Linked DNA regions of Sus scrofa: region 2 is linked to region 1. The links are chromatin contacts, called in public HiChIP or PLAC-seq maps. All regions are on one chromosome and are shown on one strand. Each heading gives the region's core, a stretch centred on a gene start, on an enhancer-like site or on the middle of the called end of the contact. The rest is flanking DNA. Distances are from core to core; before and after follow the strand shown.

Region 1 (7,534 bases), core at 3,537-6,036:
TGCTGAGTAAGAAATTGCCATTAGTTTAGCATTTTAAAACAATACTCGGAGTTCCCGTCGTGGCGCAGTGGCTAACGAATCCGACTAGGAACCATGAGGTTGCGGGTTCGGTCCCTGCTCTTGTTCGGTGGGTTAACGATCCGGCGTTGCCGTGAGCTGTGGTGTAGGTTGCAGACGCGGCTCGGATCCCGCGTTGCTGTGCCTCTGGCATAGGCCGGTGGCTGCAGCTCCGATTCAACCCCTAGCCTGGGAACCTCCATATGCCGCGGGAGCGGCCCAAGAAATAGCAACAACAACAACAAAAGACCAAAAAGACAAAAGACAAAAAAAAAAAAAAATAAAAAATAAAATAAAACAATACTCATGTACTCTTCTGCAATCTGGAGGGCAGGAATCTAAGCGGGCTTGGCGGGGCTCTGCTCTGGATAGGTATCACAGGATCAAATCAAAGTATCGGCCAGCTGGGCTCTTATCTGAAGATTCTTATCTGAAGAATCTGCTTCCAAGGGCAGGTTTGGCAGAACCCAAGTCCTTGCAGTCTTGGGACGGAGGTCCCTACCCCTTTGCTGACTGTCAGTCAACCAGCTCCTGCGGGCTGCCCACCCCCTCTCCAGTGACTCCTCTCCATCTTCAAAGCAGTTCCTTCTCAAACTTCTAATCTCTTGGATCTCCTCTCTCCCACTGCCGCCCCCTCCCCTTTTTATTGTGGGGCGCTGTGGCTTGCCGTGGGATCTCATTTCCCAGACCAGGCCACAGCAGGGTCCTACAACTCCACCACCTGGGAACTGCCCTTCCCTTCCTCCTGATGTGATGACATCAGGCCCACAGTGATAATCTCCCGTTTTGGAGTAAGGTTACTTGGGACTTTGAATTACAACTGCAAAATTCCTCAGATTAGCCCCTAGATTAACATTTGGTTAAATAACCAGTGGATGAACTGGAATTTGGGGCCCTGGGGGAGAACGGGATCTTTAGAATTCTGCCTACCCCGAAGGTTAAGTCGGAACACAGAAGCTAGGGCAATGGGTTAGTCATCCAAATGAACACAGACCCTGCCAAGATAGTGACTGTCTTGGAAAGAAGAGATGTACCGACAACCAGCTGTCAATGTCTTTAATAGATATGAAGGGAAGGAGGCATGAACACAGAGAAAGACAGCACACTGTGGTTGGGGGCGCAGGAAGTGGTGGAGGTGTTGAGGCCAGATGTAGAGCTAGACTGCCTTGATTCATATAAATTTCTTTATATAGTAGACAAAAAGACCAAATAAATAATTCATTTGGTTATACAATTCACATGGTATAAATACCATTTTTAGTCAAGCCCTAAAAAATGAGCATAGCAGGGAGAAAAAATTTTATAGTTACGTACAGATGATTAGCCTGCAAAGTCAGAAAGTAGGGTAGAGGATGTAACATTTGTCCCTGCAAAACAGATTGAAAGGTTAAGTCTTGAGAGTCCACCAAACGAAATTTCACTTACCTCTAATGTCTTTTGTTTAAGTAAACTTTTTTTTTTTTTTTTTTTTTGGTCTTTTTAGGGCTGTACCTGTGGCGCATGGAAGTTCCCAGGCTAGGGGACAAATTAGCGTTTTAGTTGCCAGGCTACACCCCAGCCACAGCAATGCAGGATCCAAGCTGCATCTGCAACCTACACTACACAGCAACGCCAGATCTTTAACCCACTGTTCGAGGCCAGTGATCAAACCTTCATCATCATGGATACTAATTGAGTTCATTTCCACTGAGCCATGAGAGGAACTCCCTGTTTAAGTAAACTTTTAAAATAAGTATAACACATACATAGACAAAGTACAGAAAAATTTAAGTAAACAGCTTGATGTTTATTTCCAAAGTAAACACATCTGTATATTTGTTTATATATATACATGTGTGTCTGTGTATTTCTCATAGGTCAATTATATTTCAAAAAAAATAAACAAGCCAGGAGTTCCCATCATGGCTCAGTGGTTAATGAACCCAACTAGGATCCATGAGGTTGCAGGTTCTATCCCTGGCCTTGCTCAGTGGGTTAAGGATCCGGTGTTGCCGTGAGTTGTGGTGGACACAGCTCGGACCCTACATTGCTGTGGCTGTGGCGTAGGTGGTGGCTGCAGCAGAGGCTGGCAGCTGTAGTTTCGATTCAACCCCTAGCCTGGGAACTTCCATATAACTGGGGTAGAGCCCTAAAAAGCAAGTAAATAAATAAACAAGCCAAAAAACCAAAATAGGCAAAACTCATGTAAAGCAACAGAAGTGAGATGAGTGGTTATCTTTGGAAGGGACAATGACTAGGGAGGAACATGAGGGAGACTTCTGGGGTGTTGATAATAAACAAATATACATGTATATTTTAGAATATGTACAAACGGAGTTCCCATCGTCGCTCAGCAGTTAACGAATCTGACTAGAATCCATGAAGATGCAGGTTCAATCCCTGGCCTTGCTCAGTGGGTTAAGGATCCTGCATTGCTGTGGCTGTGGTGTAGGCCAGCAGCTACAGCTCTGATTCGACACCTAGTCTAGGAACTTCCATTACGCCGTGGGTGCAGCCCTAAAAAGTAAAAAAATAAAATAAAATATGTACATATAAAATATATATGTATTTGTGGGTCCGGGTGGCAGATCTACAAGTGTATTCACTTTGTAAATATACAGCAAATCGTTTACTTAGCTCTTTTTCTGTACGTATGTTATACTGCAATTTAAAAGTTTACTTAAACAAATGACTTTATGGATACGTGTTATGTGGAGAAGAGAGATGGGAGCATGCTAGATTAAAATAAGTTTATTAATTAGGTTTCATCATTGCAAAATATGTGTAGCACAGTGTTTATGGAACCTCTTCACCAAGAAACAGATCAAAGGCTGTGTATTCTCAGTAAAACACCGGCAGAATGAGGAAGTCTTGAATGCTAAACCAAGGAATGTAGCTTGATCTTGAGAGTGAGAAACCATTAAAAGTTTAGTGTAGGGGGATGACATTGTCAACAGGTGTTTTAGAAAGATTGGTCTGTTTATATATAGAATGGATGGGGGATGGGCCAATCTTGAAATGAAAAAAGTAAAGACTGAACTAGAGCAGCAGTGGAAGAAATTGGTGAGAAAAGGGACACGAAAGGAATATGGTAAAGGAAGAATTTGCAGTCCTGGTATCAGACAGAACATTGAAAGTGTGAGACAAAGGACAGAGCTGACTTTCAAGGTCACAAACCTGAGAAGCTGAACGCCTTGTGGGCCATGAATGAGAATTACTAGGGTAGAAAGTATGTCCTTGTCCTCAGTGTGTTTCTTAAATATTGCCTCGCTCAAGGCCTTGAACACAGCAGATAACTGAGAAATGTTTATTGTCCAAATAGTAAAACTGAGTTTATCTTATGTAATTCAGGGGCTTATCCACCCTTACCTGTATCTGCTATGTTGTAAAAATGGAAGAGGGTTTTATCGAGACTGACCTCTTTCATATGATACATTACTGACTACTATAAACATTTTATGGTCTGTAGGGATAAACGTTTATTCATGGGAGCTGGAGTTAAAGTGTAATAGCGCTCAATGACATGTGATTCATTATAAGATGTCTTCAAATTTTTTTCACTTCTGTCAGGCTTAATATATGAGACGATGTCAACAAAGCCAAGCATGTACAGCCTCACCCAGAATTATATTTTCGTTTTCCCTATGTCATCACCCATATTAAAAACACACATTCATTATTCAATACGTAACAAAACCAACATCCAGTCTAGACGTACCCAAGATTCGCCCAACCTACAGTTTTTGCTATTTGACTCATGGGTGCCTCAATTTCTTACCTCAAATTAAGGGTGATAACACCTATGTCACAGGGTTGAATAAAGATTAAAAAATAATGTACATTTGGAAAACATAAGGGAACCTCAATTTTTACCCAATACCCATAATAACAGTTAATATTTATCGAGTACTTGCTACTTGCCAGGCAGTGTTCTAAGAGCCTTTAGGTTTTACGGGTTTTTTAAAACCTCATTTAATCTTCACAACAATGCCCTTAGGTGGGTTCTATTAAAATTGCTGTCTTGCGGAGGATGAAACTGCAACTTGCTCACGGTCATACAGACAATAAACAACTTATGGCCTTATTTTGGCTGTTTACATTAGTGCTGATGAAATAAGAAATAATGGGAGTTCCCGTCATGGCACATCGGAAGCAAATCTGACTAGGAACCATGAGGCTTCGGGTTCCATCCCTGGTCTCGTCTAGTGGGTTAAGGATCTGGCATTGCCATGAGCTGGAGTATAGATCGCAGATGTGCTCAGATCTGGCGTTGCTGTGGCTGTGGTATAGGCTGGCAGCTGTAGCTCCCATTAGACCCGTAGCCTGGGAACCTCCATATGCCAGAGGTGTGGCCCTAAAAAGGAAAGGAAGAAAAGAAAGAAAGAAAGAAAGAAAGAGAGAGAGAGAGAGAGAGAAAGAAAGAAAGAAAGAAAGAAAGAAAGAAAAAGAAAGAAGAAATAATGACACTATTATTTCTTGTAAAATCTGCTTTAAAAAATTCTTTAAAGAGAGAATGTAGAATGAATGTGTTCACCTTCAAAATCGCCCCTCAGCCACAATGGATCCAAATAAAAGAAGAAAAGCAAGAAAATCTACGCAACTGCAAAACCATGATAAATACCTCCATGAAAGAAACTCACAATAGTAAGAATGACTAGGTTTCTGGGTTGAAGGCCTTGAGTCTAGAAACAAGTAATAGTGATAAGGAATGTGGTTAAATAAAGGGAACTCAAGCCCCAGGGATGGGGCTGCCCACTTATAAAGGGTGGAGTTAGTGGGAGAAAGTGCTGCCAGCTCTGCCTAGGGTATATGGATGGGGATGATGAGGCAGAGTCACAGCACCTGGGTGGTGATGCCCCCCGCCCCAGTCTCCAGCTCATCGTGCCTCCCTGGTGCCTCTAGGGACTTCTGTGCCTCCCTAAAGGGGCGCAGTGGACACTGGGAGCCACTGAAGTGGCCCTCTGCCTGTGAAAGACCTGCTCTCACCTGCTGCCTCTGGATAACTGCTGGATAACCCGGGGCTCCTCGTCCACTGCTCTCTGCTCAACAACAGGGCTTCCCAAATCAGGCTGTTCCTTAACAGAATGTGTGAGATTCAAGCTACAATCCTGGCCTTGCTAACCTCAGCAATTTGTAAGATTGATCATGAAATAAATCACGTTCATAAAAAAAAAAAGTGCTGCTAAGCTCTGGCTAGGGATTTAGCCAATGGACTGCTCTGTCCGCGGGAACCAGGGAGACACATATACAGTCTGATGGGTCTTCCTTCTCCTCCTCTTAATCTTCCTCACATTCTTCTACATCCCCCCACCCCAAACTACACCTGGGATAATTTGCTCACATTTATCTTCCAGGTCACTAATTCTCCATGCAGTTAAATTAATTTTTCATTTAACTTTCTATACACTGGAATTCTTAATTTCAGTAAGGTTGGTTTTTTTTTAATTCCTCAAAGTAATATTTTGTTCTTCGAATTGACCTGATCATTAGACAGTCTCCTATTCTCACTCATGTTTTCAATGCTTGTTTCATTTTTTTATTTTTTATTTTTGTCTTTTTAGGGCCGCACCACAGCATATCAAAGTTCCCAGGCTAGGGGTCGAACTGGAGCTACAGCTGCCAGCCTACGCCACAGCAACATGGGATCCTACACCACAGCTCATGACAACGCTGGATCCTTAACCCACTGAGTGAGGCCAGGGATCAAACCCACATCCTCGTGGATACTAGTCCAGTTCATTACCACTGAGCCATGATGGGAACTCCTCAAGGCCTTTTTTAAATCTGGAAAAACCTCATGCAGAATTAATTTTAATTCTGATAATTAATTATAAAGCAGAACTCTCTGCTTGATTTTTGTTTTATAATTTTTCCTTGTGACTTTTTATTGGCTGTGTCTAGAATTGAGGCCTGGTTGAGGGTATGTTCCCATTTGGGGAAGACTGTTTTCGCTTCTCTCAGACACTTGGGATACTCTTTTTTTTTTTTTTTTTTTTTTTTAATGGCTTTACCCTCACATATGGAAGTTCTTGGGCCAGGAATTGAATCCAAGCCATACTGGCAACCTACATACACCACAGCTGCAGCAATGCAGGATCCTTAACCCGCTGCATCAGGCCAGGGATTGAACCCACACCTCTGTAGTGATGCAAGCTGCTGCAGTTGGATTCTTAACCCACTGCCCCAGGGTGGGAACTCCAACCTGTCCTGGTACTCCTTAAATTACAGGCTTGTGTTTTTGGACCATGGAAAGAATGTGGACTTGGTTCCAAACTACAGATCTGGCCAGTGGCTACAATTTCTCAGGGCAACACATTTTTTTCCTCCTTTAAAATGTCTTCATTCATAGCCCAGCCCAAGAAAAACTGTGTTCTTGTGGTTCACCTTTGCAGGGTGGGTTTCCTGTCCAGTCTGTCCTTTCTGAGCGTGTACCTCTCCTGGGCCTGGGCATTATGTTTCTCTTTTACGTGAGCTCAGGCTTTGTCCTCATCCCCTCTGCAATGCAATTCAGAGTCTCAACAAAGAAGACTGCAAGTCTCAGGAAACCCAAGGCTTTAAAACTTAGTTTACCTGGGAGTTCCCATCACGGCTCAGTGGAAACAATTCTGACTAGTATCCAGGAGGATGCAGGTTCAATCCCTGGCCTCACTCGGTGGGTTAAGGATCCAGTGTTGCCGTGAGCTGCGGTGCAGGTGGCAGAGGTGGCTTGGATCCCAAGTTGCTGTGGCTGTGGCTGGCAGCTGTAGCTCCGATTCTACCCATGGCCTGAGAACTTACATATGCCGCAGATGTGGCCCTAAAAAGACAAAACAAACAAACAAAAGACAACTTAGTTTACCTGCCTAGTCTCTACTCCATTCTGACCTTAGGGAACTCATCCAATCATTTGAGTGGTTTTAATATTTTATCAAGCATCTTTAGATTTTATGTAGCTGGGGAGTTCCCGTCGTGGCACAGTGGTTAACGAATCCGACTAGGAACCATGAGGTTGCGGGTTCGGTCCCTGCCCTTGCTCAGTGGGTTAATGATCCGGCGTTGCTGTGAGCTGTGGTGTAGGTTGCAGATGTGGCTCGGATCCCGAGCTGCTGTGGCTCTGGCGTAGGCCAGTGGCTACAGCTCCGATTCGACCCCTAGCCTGGGAACTTCTATATGCCGCGGGAGCGGCCTAAGAAATGGCAAAAAGACAAAAAAAAAAAAAAAAAAGATTTTATGTAGCTGGTCGTTTCAGGGCCTTTAACTCTGCAATACTGCTGAAAATAGAAGTCCTCAAATGTATGTCATCTTGTTCCCTTTTTCTTGCTACTATGGAAATTTCCAAACATTTCACAAATAGAACAGTATGATGAAGCCTATGTGCTGATCTCAACTAGTGGTCAACTGTTGTTTCACTGATGCTCCCCTTTACTCCCTCTTTCCTACAGGTTATTTTGAAATAAATTTCAGAGAGCAAATAATTTTATTCATAAATATTTTAATATGTATTTCATAAATTTTTCAT
Region 2 (7,534 bases), core at 2,030-4,529, 91 kb before region 1:
GTCAGGGCTGCCCTGTGGCTCCTTCCAGTCCTCTTGGCATTGAGAGCGGGCTCATTCTACATTCTTGGTCAGCTTTACCTCCTCACCTTGAATTCACTGTTCAACCCATGACCCTCCCTCGACCAAGCCCTCCCTCTACCAAGCCTTCTTCCTTGCTAAGAGCAAAAGGTCCTCTTCACCCTCTTTAGCGCCTGCCTCCTCGGCAGCACTTGCATTTGGGGGCTGTGTCCTCATCTTCACACTCCTTTTTCCCTTCCCATCAGGCCCCAGTGTGCTCCGGATTCCCCCCACACCCACCCCCCGCCCTTGGCTGCTCTGCCTCAGGCCACACCAGTCATCCCCAGGAGCCAAACCAAGGCCTGATTCTGGATGGGCCCCGGCTGACCAACAGCCCCTTCCAGGAACAGAGACCCACTCACATAAAGAGTTTCTTCTCCACCACAAGGAGCTCCACGGCCGAGACGCTGCTGAAACACTGGTTGGTTGTCAGGAAGAAGAGCACTCCGGCTCTGCAGTGAGAGGAAGGGAAAAAAGCAATGCAGACAAACAGGCTTAGATATTTTTCTACCTGCAACCCCCCCCCCAACAAATGCCATCTGAACACAGTAAACAAACTACTGCTCTGGTTCAATCAGAGGGGGCTGTATGAGCCCATCAGGTTTCTCTCCACTGGTGTCTCCAGAGTGGGACCCCTGGGACTCCACGTAGCACACTTGGAAATTCAAGGTCCTGGTTCGCTATGGTTTGAACTGCATTCTCCTGAAATTCCTGTGTGGACACCCTAACTCTCAATGCAATGGCCCTCAGAGACAGAGACTTTGGGAGGTTGTGAGGTCTGGACCAGGTCATGAGGGTGGGGCCCCCACAACGGATTAGGGCCCTTCAAAGACAAGAAAAGAGAGGTAAGAGAGCTCTCTCTCTGCCAGCAAGGACATGCAAGAAGGCACCAAATCTGAGTTCCCATTGTGGCTCGGTGGAAACGAACATGACTAGGATCCATGGGGATGTCGGTTTGATCCCTGGCCTTGTTCAGTGGGTTAAGGATCTGGCATTGCCACAAGCGGTGGTGTAGGTTACAGACACGGCTCAGATCCTGAGTTGCTGTGCCTGTGATGGAGGCCAGCACCTGCAGCTCCAATTCGACCCCTAGCCGGGGAACTTCTGTATGTCACAGGTGTGGCCCAAAAGAGCAGGAAAAAAACAAAAGACAAAAAAAAAACAAAAAATAATACAATAATCATTAGAGAAATGCAAATCAAAACCACAAGGAGAGATGGCTATTACATAGGGAAAAACAAAAAAACAAAAAACCAAAAAACAACAACAACAACAACAAAAACCAACACGTATTGGTGAGGCTGGAGAGAACCTGAAACCCTGGGCACTGCTGGCAGAAATGCATGACGGTACAGCTGCTGCTGAAGGCAACATGGCAGGTCCTCGCAAAATTAACAGAAGTACCAAATGATCCAAACATTCCACGTCTGGGTATAATTCAAAAGAATTTAAAGCAGAGACGCAACCCGATTTTTGCTCGTACACTCATGTTCATAGCAGCACTGTTGGTAACAGCCAACAGGCGGAAACGACCCAGGTGTCCGTGGACAGATAAACTGAGACACCCAAGGTGGTGTGGCCATACCGTGGAGTATTACGCAGCCTTTAAAAAGAAAGAAATTCTGACACATGCTGCAACACGGATGATGCTAAGGGACACAGCCAGTCACCAAAGAACAAATGCTCTGATGCCACTGATACGAGGTACCGAGAACAGTCAGCATCAGAGACGGAAGACAGTGGCGGTTTCCAGGGGCTGGTCAAAGGTGGAGGGCACGACTGCTGTTTGATGGGTACAGACATTCAGTCTGGAAGATGAAAAAAATTCTGGGGTCGGAGGCCGAGGTTTTTACAGCTGCATCATAATGTGAATGTGATTAATGCCACTGAACTGTACTCGAACCTGGTCAACGGGGTAAACTTTATGTTCTCTGTATTTTACTACTGTATATATGTGTGTGTGTGTGTGTGTGTGTGTGTTTGTGTGTGTGTGTGTGTGTGTGTGAATGTGAAAATTAACTCTTCCATCCAACTTTCTATTCGCTGACTTATCTGCAGTTTACCCGGTGCTTGTCTCAAATTCAAATTTGTAATGGATTTCCTTAAGCTTGAAAACAAAGTAATAGAACCTTCTCAAAATCAAGATCTAAATTGACTTACCTGTTCTGGATTCCTGAGGGATCATTTTTCAGATCATAGAAAATGGCACCTATAACCAGGCCCAGGATGATCGTCACAATTATCTTTTCAAAAAGAAAAAAAATGTTTTCAATTAAAGGTAAAAACTTAAGATATTTATTACTAAAATACATCTGGCTACATAATAAATCTCTCCGTTGATATAGATATCTTAAATGGCTTGGCCGTAGTTCTTGGGCAAAAATATAAAATAATGTGTGTTATGAGACTGCTTTTTAAATTAAAATAAAAGTATTACAGACGTTTCCGCTGTGCCGCAGAAGGTTATGAACTGGACTAGTGTCCATAAGGATGCGGGTTTAATCCCTACCCTGCTCAGTGGGTTAAGGATCCAGTGTTGCCATAAGCTGCAGCAAAGGTTGCAGAAGTGGCTTGGATCCAGTGTGGCTATGGCTGTGGCTGTGGCCAGGACCTGTAGCTCCAATTCAATCCCTAGCCTGGGAACTTCTATATTTCTCAGGTGTGGCCCTAAAAAAAAATAATAAAAAAATAATTACCTGTGTGCTGGGGAGACTAACAGGAGAACAAAGCAGAAAAGCTAAAGATTCCTCCCAGGTTTTCCAGGCACTGCCAGTTCACGGTCCAGTTCAGGCTACTGGGCCTGGGAATGCCGTGTAACATGCAGAACAATGCAAGTACCTAGCAAGGTAGTTTAGGGGTAAAATAAAACCCAAGTGGTAAGAGTTCTGGCCTGAACTCTCAACCTTTGTCCTAGTGAACATGCAGAGTCTGACAGTTCAAGAGACTCCAGTAAAAACAAGATATCTTTACTCTTAACATGAAAATTAAATAAAAATCTTAAAAACACACATAAAAATTCCAACAATGAAATTGTGCATAATAAGGAAGTAGGGTAAGCTGGGGTACGCCCATCTGACCTGGGGAGAGTTCATGTCTGCTCTGGAAAAGTGCACTGTCACCAAAGCATTCACAGAGCTGTCTCTAAGGGCACTCAGGGGCTTCCCTTACTCACCCTCCTGCCACTGCTTCTTGGGCAACCTCAGCCCAGAAAGCCTACCAGCCACAGCAACACTGAGGGGCCAATTCCTAGCCACTCCTACCTACCTTTACTCACTCAGTCTGTTTGACGACGCCTAAGAGCCTGGATAAACATCACTGTCATTTTTAAGTTTGATAAAATGTTCCTTAAGGACACTTCACTTCCAGGGGCAAAATGCTAAGGGTTATGCAGAGTGTTAAGGGTTATGCTATAATTGATTGAAGAAAATTCTACTTATTGTACTTTTCTTTTTCTTTTTCCTTTTAGGGCCTCCACAACTGCATATGGAAGTTCCCAGGCTACGGGGTAAATCGGAACTACAGCTGCTGGCCTACACTACAGCTCACAGCAATGCCGGATCCTTAACCCAAGGGATTAACCCTGCAACCTCATGGTTCCTAGTCAGATTTGTTTCCCCTGAGCCACAACGGGAACTTCTACTTATTGTACTTTTTAATTAAATTTTATTAAATGTACTAAAAATATAAGAAATGATAATCTAAAGAAAATAAACTATTCCACCAAGGTTCCCTGGAACCTTCAATGTGAAAAATAAATAAATTTTTTAAAAAGTCAGTACTGCATAGTGCAGTGGCATCAAGGTTTGAAGTAAGTTGTCAAGACACTTTGGCTGGAAGCCAACAAAATTGGAAAACAGGATCCTGATCTGCCAAGACTCTTTGTGAAGACCAGCGTCTGTAAACAATACGATTTGAGGAGTTCCCATGTGGCTCAGTGGTCAATGAATCCAACTAGGAACCATGAGTTGCACGTTTGATCCCTGGCCTTGCTCAGTGGGTTAAGGATCCGGCGTTGCCATGAGCTATGGTGTAGGTCAGCAGCTGTAGCTCTGATTTGATCCCTAGCCTGGGAACCTCCATATGCCGCGTGAGTGAGGCCATAGAAAAAATAAAAAGAAAAAAGAATATGATTTGAGATGTCCTTAAAAATTGCCTTGCTAAAAAGACAGTCAGAAATTTGGAATGAAGAGTTTTCACCCTGGCATGTTTTAATTACCTTCCACATATACTATATACTTCATGTCAACAGACCAAGCTTCCAAATAAATAAAAACGACCCCATCAGCATGTGGGCAAGCTCACCTATACAAGCCTATACTTTCACACCGCATAACTCTGAATGTTCAGACTTGAACATTGGCCACTCCATAAGCTTTGTTTCTTTTGTGCTCAAACTTAATAACTTACATTAAAAGACTGTCAGTTTTACCTTAGGAAGTTTCCTAAAGGTTTCAAAGTTCAAAAAATATTTCCAAAGTTTTCAAACATTATGACAAAATGATTAATCTCACAATTTTGTTGTTTTCATAAGGTGCATCTTCTTGTACTGAGGAAAAGAAAATAAACGGGGAAACTAAAGATTGCTCAATGGAGCAAGGAGACTCTTCTGTGAGTACTGCACAGCTGGCTTCTCTGAATAGAGGGGACAAAAAGAAATTTCCCAAATATGTCATTCCATCTTTGTTCTAATGTCTTTATCAACATTTCTCGGCGCTCCCGTCATGCTGCAGCTGAAACAAATCCCACTAAGAACCATGAGGTTGCGGGTTCGATCCCTGGCCTCGCTCAGTGGATTAAGGATCCAGCGTTGCTGTGGCTGTGGTGTAGGCCGGCAGCTGCAGCTCCAAATAGACACCTAGCCCAAGAAGCTCCAGATGCCGCAGGGTCAGCCATAAAAGCAAACAAATAAACAAACAAAAAACATTTATCAAGATGAATTCTGAGGGATGGTTATGACTGCCTTTGAAAAAATGAATCCATGGTCAAATGGTCAACTATGCTTATGGGAACAATGAATCCCCAAGAGATATGACAGCGTTTCCCATCTTGTGTAAGATGACCTACCCAAGATTGATCAACACGAAGCCATAAAAGATTTTAATAGCTCCACATTCCAACACTCAAAGAAGTAAAAGACACACTAGCAAAATTAAAAATATTAAAAGACGCTAAACCTGAAGCCAGTAAGCTATGGCCCCCAGGCCTATTTCTGTTCAGTACATGAGGTAAAAACAATTTTTAAGTATTCTTTTAACGGTTGGGAAGAAAGAGAGAAGAGTAATGTTGCTTGCCACATGAAATTCATATTGCAGCATCCATGAATAAAGTTTCATCGGAACACAGCTATGTTCACTTTTTAATCAATTATTTACGGCTGCGTTCTTGCCACAACGGCAGAAGCGACTACTTGAAACAAAGACCACATGACATGCAAAGCCTCAAGTATTTACTCTCTGACCCTTTGGAAAAGAGGTCTGCCCTCTCCTGCCTTAGCTGATTAAACCTTGTATCTCCCTGAGCATCTGCCTGCGGGGGACACCTCTTCAGATGTGTCAGTACTGGAATGCCAGCTTAAGGCAGGAGTCCACTCTGCTGACCGCTGTTGCGGACTCCTCCTCAACGTAGGTCTCTTGGCATTAAGACTTAAAAGGCAGCAGCACTGAGATGGGACAATGACAGCATGTGTGGTAAGAAGTCAGTAATACTTCCTTAGAGCCAACACCATGCCATCTTTTAGGACTGGGCAGAAATTCAAGGCTAAGAAGATCAGGGGTGCCCTTCGTGGCTCATTGCTGAAGGAACCCAACTAGGATCCATGAGGAGGTGGGTTTGAGTCCCCGGCCTCGCCCAGTGGGTTAAGGATCTGGTGCTGCTGGTGAGGCCATGAACTCTGGTGTAGGCTGCAGATTCGGCTCAGATCTGGCGTGGCTGTGGCTGTGGCTGTGACGTAGGCCAGTGGCTACGGCTCCGATTCGACCCCTAGCCCAGGAACCTCCATATGCCGCGTGGGTGCAGCCCTAAAAGCAAAACAAACAAAAAACCCAACAAATAAAAACCACACCCCCAAAATAATTGGCTACACCGATTTTTTTTTTTTTTTTTGGAAAAGATGGTCCAATGACGTGGGAATACAAGGGTTCTGAATGGCCGAGGGCTTGAGAAAAATGGGAAAATCATGAAAGAGTCATCACCAACAACTATGAACAGAATCTACCAAAAAGACAAAGGACAGCATTTTCCATCCTAGGAGAAGAGAACTCAAGTCTGCTTATCACCGTTGTGCTAACTCTATACCGTGCCAGGGGTCCAGTGCTCTCCCACGATTAGAGCCCCTCCCTGAGAAAGGTGCACTTTTCTAAGGAGCAGCATGCCCAGGCAGGCTTTTCCTGCAGACGGTGGCTGCCTCTCCTGCCTTCGGGAGCGCCCAGTGGACCCCGAGCTGAACGCTTTGCTGCCTACGTGATGCAAGACGCAAACCAACCCCTTTCCCTTCTCTCGCTCTCCCTTCCTTCCTTTCTCTCTTCCTTTCTCCACTTTGCGGGTTATACTCTCTTCCTTGCCCCTTGACCATCTGACATGCCCTGAATTTTATTCCTGTGGGACTTTGTCATCCGTCTCTCCTCATAAGGAGCCACCCTCCACAAGAACAGGGACCTTGTTTCTTCCCACTCATTCACTGCTGTATACAAGCTCCAGAATGCGGCATAAGATCGAGGACAACTTGGTGAACGCAGCGGGAAATGAACGTGTGTAGAAAACCCACAATGTGGCTGAACAGTAACTAAATGCGTCAACATTTTTGAAAAAAACTTTTTTCTACAAAAATTATCTATTACACCATGTCTGAATCGACAACAATTCTGAATGAGGTACTCCAAAACCCCACTCAGAAACAAGTTCTCTGCAAGTGAAAACTGAGCTGGGTTCCCCTTGTTTCTATATGCCCAGTGCAACGGGCATAGTGAAGGAGCGTGGGTGGGAGGTAAGCACCTCCCAGGACAGACGACATCGGAGCCCGGGTCCCCCACGCACAGTTCACGGCATAACCAGAAGACCCGCCGGGTACCTGGGCTACGGACGCCTGGGGATTACCCAGTAAGTTTTTGAAGGAACGCCTGGAAATCCATCGGAGCTGATGACAGAAGGAGGTGGTGTAGGTGACCTCCTTGTACACCGAGCTCTTCTTCTTCTTCCGACCCCCTGAGAACTGATCTAACTCAACCTTCGTGTCCTTGAAGAAGGAGGAGTTGGTATAAAACGCAGCAAGTTTGTCTATGAGGGGAGTATCTTTCTCGGGAGGCTCTTCGGGCTCTTGGGCTGCGCAACAAAGTGGATGAAGAAGGGAAACGTCATTAACAAAATAACGGCTGATTTTGTCCATTTTTCTGTACCCTCCTCTTAGAGTCCTCCCTAGCACCATCGTTCTAGGGCTTGAGTATAAACTATTAGGAGAGCTGTGGTCACTGCTTTACAAATC

The links. HiChIP or PLAC-seq counts read pairs in DNA pulled down with a chosen protein or histone mark.
Region 2: a contact with region 1 is called in an H3K27ac HiChIP or PLAC-seq map of alveolar macrophages. The contact joins two enhancer-like sites. A contact is called at or near these places in 1 of 5 promoter capture datasets (skeletal muscle) and 2 of 2 datasets of contacts at active chromatin or transcription factors (alveolar macrophages and skeletal muscle).

Annotation. Positions count from the first base shown.
Region 1 is chr8:130,839,068-130,846,601 of Sscrofa11.1, reverse strand. No RefSeq gene overlaps it. Among named protein-coding and RNA genes, the nearest start is that of ABCG2, 11 kb to the left of the region's middle. Within about 2 kb of position 4,786, at least 3 of the 83 cell types and tissues checked have an H3K27ac peak or open chromatin away from gene starts, as enhancers often do. A contact at or near this core is called in alveolar macrophages, where this site is marked.
Region 2 is chr8:130,929,041-130,936,574 of Sscrofa11.1, reverse strand. ABCG2 (ATP-binding cassette, sub-family G (WHITE), member 2) reads right to left here. Exons shown (of 17, transcript NM_214010.1): 9 at 7,124-7,374; 10 at 2,218-2,300; 11 at 420-509. Among named protein-coding and RNA genes, the nearest start is that of ABCG2, 79 kb to the right of the region's middle. Within about 2 kb of position 3,279, at least 5 of the 83 cell types and tissues checked have an H3K27ac peak or open chromatin away from gene starts, as enhancers often do. A contact at or near this core is called in alveolar macrophages, where this site is marked.